Regions from separate parts of the Mus musculus genome. Here region 1 is linked to region 2. Evidence: chromatin contacts called from public Hi-C data. All regions are on one chromosome and are shown on one strand. Each heading gives the region's core, a stretch centred on a gene start, on an enhancer-like site or on the middle of the called end of the contact. The rest is flanking DNA. Distances are from core to core; before and after follow the strand shown. Region 1 holds the start of Setmar (SET domain without mariner transposase fusion). Region 2 has its middle 61 kb from the start of Gm22418.

What was found. A called contact is a pair of places that touch in the nucleus more often than the background predicts.
Region 1: a contact with region 2 is called in a Hi-C map of cerebellar granule neurons, with 2.3 times the contacts expected there. The contact joins the promoter of Setmar here to the enhancer-like site in region 2. A contact is called at or near these places in 5 of 39 promoter capture datasets (cranial neural crest, embryonic stem cells, stem cell-derived epiblast-like cells and 1 more), 1 of 484 Hi-C or Micro-C datasets (cerebellar granule neurons) and 6 of 115 datasets of contacts at active chromatin or transcription factors (astrocytes, embryonic stem cells, neural tube and 1 more).

What each region holds. Positions count from the first base shown.
Region 1 is chr6:108,062,628-108,066,303 of GRCm38.p6, forward strand. Setmar (SET domain without mariner transposase fusion) reads left to right here and starts at 2,418. Exons shown (of 2, transcript NM_178391.4): 1 at 2,418-2,612. The coding sequence starts at 2,454.
Region 2 is chr6:107,060,817-107,064,708 of GRCm38.p6, forward strand. No RefSeq gene overlaps it. Among named protein-coding and RNA genes, the nearest start is that of Gm22418, 61 kb to the left of the region's middle. Within about 2 kb of position 2,250, at least 4 of the 459 cell types and tissues checked have an H3K27ac peak or open chromatin away from gene starts, as enhancers often do. A contact at or near this core is called in cerebellar granule neurons, where this site is marked.

The sequences.
Region 1 (3,676 bases), core at 1,168-3,667, 1.0 Mb after region 2:
GGCTATGGCACTTGTCCTATAAATTGCTTTGAGCCTGATGTCAAGTGTGGCCAGAGATTGCACTTTGATCCTGATCACTTAGATGACTCTAAAACAACAACAACAACAACAAAAAAAAAAAAAAAAAAAAAAAACTAAAACCCATGATGGGTGTTCCAATGACCATGTTATGGCTACAATGTAAAACCTAATTATAAAATTCTAGGGTCTCATTTCTTCCCTGGTCTATTAAAGTCATCTTTTTAAACTATGCTATTCTCTATATCCCCAATTGTTCTTACTGTCATTGCTACAGTTTGAAGACAGGTTTCTAATTATTTCTATTGCTGCTTAAAACTAGAACTAAGTAAGAGGTGATAAAAATGAAAACTACTATGAAGATAGAACCAAGACTTGAGCACAACTATCTCCTTATTATGCCGGCCGGGGGGATGGGTGGGAGGTAAGGACGCTCTCTGCTTGCTGCTTGGATGCTCTGTTAGATTACCAATAAAAGTTTGTCGAGGAGTCAATTAGTTCTAGTCATTTTAAGCTTAAGGATCCTATAAGTCAGAAAGTAAAAGCATCCTATATTCATAACTGAAGTAGAGAAGAAGCTAAGGGCTGGAGACTGCCATCCTAGTCCTTTATGTCTGAAACCATATTGGCAGGGGAAGGTCATGCACCTGACCTGGCTATGCCAAAGGCTGAAGGAGGAGGATCCGTTAAACCTACACATCGAGTACAGGCCTTGGCAAAATATCAAGATCCTATCTCAAAATAATGATAACTTCTGGATCCTGGTTGTCTAGTTAATGTTTCTATTGCTGCAACAAAACCCCATGACAGACGATAAATCAAGATAGAGTCACTTGTCACCAAGCTGAAACTAACCTGTCTATGTAACCTTTTGCAGAAATAAAGAACTAAAGAGATAACAGACAAATATCCCAGGATAATAAAATTCCTCTGCCTTAATCTTAGCACACAAACATTACTCTGGTGCTAAGCAATGATTTATTTTCCTACTGTTCTGTATTCCTGCCCATGCCTTACAGGGATAGAGTAACTATGAAAGGACCATTCTTCTTTTGTTTATTGCTTCTGCTTTTCCATCTCTTCTCTTCCTATACAACCAATGCTACGCTCAGAAAATCAGAATGCTTATTCTACCTTACAGGGTGAAATGTTGTCCTTTTTCTAGAATTGAAAATAAAGCCAATTAAGACATTTAGATGCAGTGGTTCATGCAAGTAGTCCTAATAATCAAGAGGATGGAGAGTTCAAAACCACACTGGGTTTCATACTAATAACCTGTCTTGAAACAAATCTAGCTAAATACACACACACACACACACACACACACACACACACACACACACACACCTAAGTATATAGAATATATTTATTTATGCACACATACATTTGTAATTTTTTTCTCTAAAACACAAAGATGAAAAACCTAAGATCCTGCATTTTGTAAAGCTGCCCCGTTTGTATGGATCTGTAACAATTCCAGAAGCTAGAGTAATTTGGTGACTTTCATAGATAACTCAGGAACAGCCTACCTGCAAGCTACTCATCAACTACTCCCTTCTTCCTCTGAAACCTCTAAGAAGAAATGCCTGCTCTGCCGTGAAGGCCCTTTGTCTGCCTGTCTGTCTGTTTGCCTGTGTCATCAATGTATCTTCTAATGAATCTCTTATAAGGACAATCTATTTCAGTGTCCCCCTTTAGCCTCCAAACTTTTGGTCAACAAGAGTGGATGCCCTGTGGGACCCTATTATCACAGAAAGCAGTGAAGATAGAAAATTAGAAGAAGAGGAGGAGGAGGAAGAGGAGAAGGAGGGGGAGGAGGAGAAGAAGGAGGAGGAGGGGATAGAGGGAGAATAAGAAAAAGAAGCAAGACAAGCAAAATGGGGAGATTTGGCAATGTTAACATTTTCCACCAGATACAGAAACTCTGGCGTGATCAGTGAGTGACTCTACTCAAAACAGGTTTTTGTTGTTTTGTATAATGGGACAAGGTGAGCTTACAAGGAGAGGACCTTATCAAAAACAAATTCTGTGCCAGTCACCCAACTTCTCCGCGGGTTCTAGATCTTTATATTCTCTGGACTGTATTTTCTCCCTCAGCTTAGACGATACATTTCCAAACACCTACTAAACCCTCAAAGGCTGAACAAACAACCAGGCTTCACAAGGTTCCCCAGAAAAAAACGAAAACATTTCAAGTTCTCCAAATTTTGTACCTTTTGTGGTTCTGAAATTATCAGCTATGTATCTAGTTTAAAACAGTGGGATCCAGAGGAAAAGCACCCCAACGACGCTGAGGGAGGTATCTCCCTCACCTGCAGCCTGTTGGGACGGAAAACTACAACTCCCATGAGGAAGTAGGGCCGCAGAATCCACAACTCCCAGCATCCTCCCGGAGGCCCAAAATGGTCAGGCGAGTAGTCGAAGCGAGACCATAAATGTCTGCGGAAGGTGTGGAGAAGCTTTCTCTCGAGATAGCAGCATCTGAGGAGGAATCTGTAGCCCCGACAGAACAACAAGATGTAGCGTGCGGCCTGGAGAACTTGCCTGTGAGCTTGTGGCCTTTGGGGGCGGAGCCCAGGCCTAAACCTTTCCAGGTAGAGGCAGGGCTAAGTGGCTGAAAGGGCTGGGGGTGGTGCCCTTTTCTTTGGGGGCGGAGCCAGAGGGCGGCGCTAGAGGGCTGTCCCTTTCCCCCGGGGGCGGGGCCAGTGCCCTTTATATGGGGGCGGAGCTAGAAAGCAGCTCACCGATCTTAGGGGCGGTGCTAAAGGGCCTGTCTATTTCCCTTCTCTCCCCAGGCGGGGCCAGCGCTGTTCTAGACTGGGTTGGAGGGATGTCCTGTAGCCCCACAGGGGCTGACTACAAGACTCCTCTTAATTCTCACCAAGGGGAGCCTGCACCCTTCCATGTTGGGGCGGAGATAGAGGCCTGCGGACAGCCTCCATGGAAGGAACCAGAGAGCTGCTTATATCTTGAGTAGTTGAGGCCAATGCCCATGTAGAGCCAGGTCTAAAGAGCTGGGGGGAGTAGGAAGCTGGGGGGGGGGGGGGTGAGTAGGAAGGGGATTGTTTCACACTTCGCTGCAGAGCAGAATTCCAGGGCTACTCACTGCCCCCGGGGGCGCTAGAGCTCTTTCCTAGAAGCCAAGAAAGAGAGACACATAGCTCCCCCACGTGGTAGTAATTGTCAAATTGGCTGTAACAACAGGCTTCTTCCCCCCCACACACACACACACACCCCACCCCACCCCCGATATTTTTATTTTTTTTTTATTAGCACACGGGGTATCTAGTTTAACTATGGCATTTTTAAAATGTTCATTAGCAAATGTTGATTATACATAATAATGAGTTTTGTGATGACATTTTTCCACATATGCACAGAAGGTGTTTTGATGATATGCACCACCACCCTCTCTGGTCCCTCACCCTCTCCCAGTAATCCTTCACCTTCCTGGCTAGTGCCCCTTTTATCTTTCATCTCGCTGTGGTGAGTGTGTGTGTGTGTGTGTGTGTGTGTGTGTGTGTGTAGGAGACAGAGAGCCAATGAGTTTCATCAAGGTTGTTTACTGGAACTGCAGTCTTCTTGACGTCTTACTATTATTTACTCTTTGAGAATCCCATACAATATGTTTGTCATCCTTTTTCCCTCCCCCAAATCC
Region 2 (3,892 bases), core at 1,000-3,499:
AATTATCTTTCAAATAAAACAAAACAACACAAGAACAACAACAACAACAACAACAACAACAAAAAGCAAAACAAAAATGGAAAAACAGAACATCAGATACTCCAGGATAGCTTTCTGCAATGACAAAAGGACTATAGACTTTGAGAAGGTGATATGATTTTCTCTGATTATGTTTTTTTTTTTTTTTTTTTTGTATTAAGGACTAAAGAGCTACCATGAATCTACAGTCAGCCACAGTTTATATACTGTGGTAACTAGAATTGGAGCAATGCTGCTAAATGATTCATGTTATTTAATTAAGCCATAGAAACCTAAATTCAGGTATACCAGAGCTACACCAAGCTAAAACTATGAATAATTTAAAAAATTCTCTTCTGAGAGGCTGGATCAGTGGGTAAAACATTTGAGTTTAGATTCCCAGTACCTATATAGAAGCCAGGCATGACAGCATAGGTTTGTAATTCTAGCATTGTGGGATAGAGACAGGAGGATCCCAGTGGCTCACTATCCAGCCAGGATAGGCAATCAGTGAGTTCCACAATTAAGTAAGAGATCCTCTCTCAATGGGAGCAATCAACAAAGACACTCAACATTGCCCCCTGGCCTCTGCATGTACACAGGTACACATACACACACACACACACACACACACACACACACACACACACACATGTGCATACACACAGACTTCTATATTCTGATTTCCTTGCAAGGAAAAAAAAATCCTGACTTAATTGTAGTCATCTATATTCTATCTCAGCCGTTACATTATATCCACATGCCTGCATACTATCTGTAGTATGTCAAGACCTGGATAGATATACTGAATAAATAATTCATGACGAGAATCCCCGCTGTTTATAACCTCACAGAGAGAACAGACTTGAGAAGTGACTTTCAAGAAAGCTGAGAAGGTGTATTTCCCAGCTAATCTCATAAGTGCCAAGGTAGCAATAAAAATTCTAAACACCAACTCTCTCAGTTACTCTGCACCTACTGTGCTAAAATACCACCACCATAAGCAACTTACAAAAGGAAGAGCTTATTTGGGCTTACAGTTCTGTGCAGATGATCATGTTGGGAAGGCACAACAGGAAGTGGCAGGTGAGGAGCAGGAAGCTGAGAGCTCATAACACCTACAACCACAAAGCAGAGAGAGTGAACTGGAAGTGATAGGAGGCTATATCTCAAGGCTCATCCCTCTGTGACATACTTTGTCCAGCAAGGTCTCCAAGCATCACCCCCAAGTAAGTGACTAGGTGTACAAATACCTGAACCTACAGAAAAGATTTGCCATTCAAATTACCTCAGCAATAGTTACTAACATTTTCAAAAATGCCAACTATAGCTCCAAAATCTGCTGGGAGTCTGATATTCACAGATGCAGAGGCAACCATGACCTTCCTCTCAAAATTCCTTACCCAATGCTTGTATTTGCTACTAATATTTACATGAATCCCGCTGTGTCCTTTTTTAAGATAGTAAGCAGCAGAGCATCAAAGTGTACACCTACACTCCCAGACTTAGAAGGATGAGGCAGGAGAACTTTAAGTTCAAGGCTGGCATGGGCACACTTGGTGAAACAGACATCTGGCAGAACAAGAAGGCCTGACCTTACACTGTCATTCACTTACAGCTCTCTGTGGTTCTATTCTATGGTCACTGGGTCAACTTTATACTGAGGGCATCACATTCAGCAGTGGGAAACACATTACAAAAGCAAACCCTAATAAAACATTCCATATCCTGATCAAACACTTTTCCCTAAGGTACTCTTCCATCAAGTTAGTGACAACTTCAGGGCTCAAATCTATGATCTTATCAGGTCAAGAATTACCTTAGATACGGTCACAGTATGATATAGCTTCTCCTTCTAGGACCAATCAGTGGCCAGTTATTTCTGTGAAGATTATATTAATATTTGTGTCTCAAGAAACTCTCAGCTCCCTAAATCAACAGTAACTGTATCACACAGTAGGCTTTCATAAGGTAAGATGTAGGCTCTTGGGTAAGCCTGTTTTGTTTTTTTTTTTTTTTCTTAAGAATGCAATAAAATAGAAATAGTTCTCTGCTTTTCAAATTTGCTTTCTGATCATTGTCAGCAAGAGTGGAAGTGGTATCGGAAGAGATTTTTTTTGTTACATCATCTCTGGCCTTTATCCAATGACCTTATTTCTTCCCCTCTGCTCAGGAGAACATATTGTACAAGGTCAGCAAGATGGATCTGGAGCCCCAGTTTTATGTCTTCCCTTGCCAAAATATCACTTCTGCTCAGGGGCACACACCTGCTCCCTCCTTCTTTGCCAGCTCTGTTAGGTGAGCTAAATTACAATTTCTCTTCTTTCGAGGGTGTGTGGGATGCAAGCCTCTAGCTTCTTATGCTCGAGTCTACTCTTTATAGAGCAGCATTTGATATATTATTGAAGGCACAGCACAACATCGAGTGCAACAAGTCCTGCCCCCATTATAATTCTAGAAATTTGTCTTTCTGATCCTGTACCCAACCTGACCCCAACACCTAAGCCAATACAGCATTTCTTCCCATCACTTCCTTTTATCCAAAGCGGCGCCAACATCTTTCTTTGTCATTGCTTTGTATCTCAGCACCCATACTCATGTTTCCTAGCTGCTTTCTCTTGAGTCTAAATGATCTGTGCAAGCAAGTGGTGACTAAGAGCTTTTTGTTTTACTCCTTCACACCTGACTGTAATTATCTGCAATTGTTACAGTAGCCAGAATGCAAATCACACCTGTTTCTCAGTGTAATGTGAATACATGCTCCAGTCCCCACCTATGCTTGTCTTGCCCCTTTCTATTCTTACCTTCGATGCTCTAAACAGTTCACTATGCTTCAGCCACCAGAGCCTCTGGGATTCCTGTAGGAATGTCCATCCTACCCAATTGAGAGCTCTGACACATAGTGAGCTCTTGGTCACGGACACCTTTCAGATCCCCAGTCCTTAAGTGCTTAATTCCTTCACTTCAGTTATCTTCTTTCCTATCACTAATAAATATCAGACTCCAACCTTGAATCTAGGTTCTTTGCCACTAATGCTGGCCCCACCACACTTTTATTTCCCTCACAGAGAAAAACAAGACCTTGAGAAGACAGACTAACCTAAGATGTTCAGAGGCCCCCATGAAAAGGACAAAAGGAACTTTAGTTCTGTGTCCCTGTCCAGGAACAGACTTGGCCAGGTCTGTGTGATGCTGGGGCAGATGCCTTGTAGGAGTCAAGGTTGTAGTTTCTGGGGACATTGCTCTTCCCCTTGGGCTGTGGTTATCAGTCCTAAAGAGGCTGTGTCTGAGGTATCCTGTGTCCTCTTTGCCAACATTGTCTGACTTAGCTCTCTGGTGACTTTGGCAGTTGTCCCCTGAGCACCATCCCTGCAAGTAGTATATAAGATGCTGTGATTCTTTTTTTTTTAATTAGGTATTTTCTTCATTTACATTTCCAATGCTATCTCAAAAGTCCCCCATGCCCCCCCCCACTCCCCTACCCATGCACTCCCTCTTCTTGGTCCTAGCATTCCCCTGTACTGAGGCATATAAAGTTTGCAAGACCAATGGGCCTCTCTTTCCACTGATGGCCAACTAGGCCATCTTCTGATACATATGCAGCTAGAGACATGAGCTCCTGGGAGTACTGGTTAGTTCATATTGTTGTTCTACCTATAGGGTTGCAGATCTCTTTAGCTCCTTGGGTACTCTCTCTAGCTCCTCCATTGGGGGCCCTGTGATCCATCCAATAGCTGACTGTGATCATCTACTTCTGTGTTTGCTAGGCCCCAATGCTGTGATTCTTAATAGTCTTGCTTGGCATAGCCATCAGCTATGTTAGAGTTCCTGGTCCCAGTTATTGCTTTTGTCATTTTTCATTCATGTGACAGAC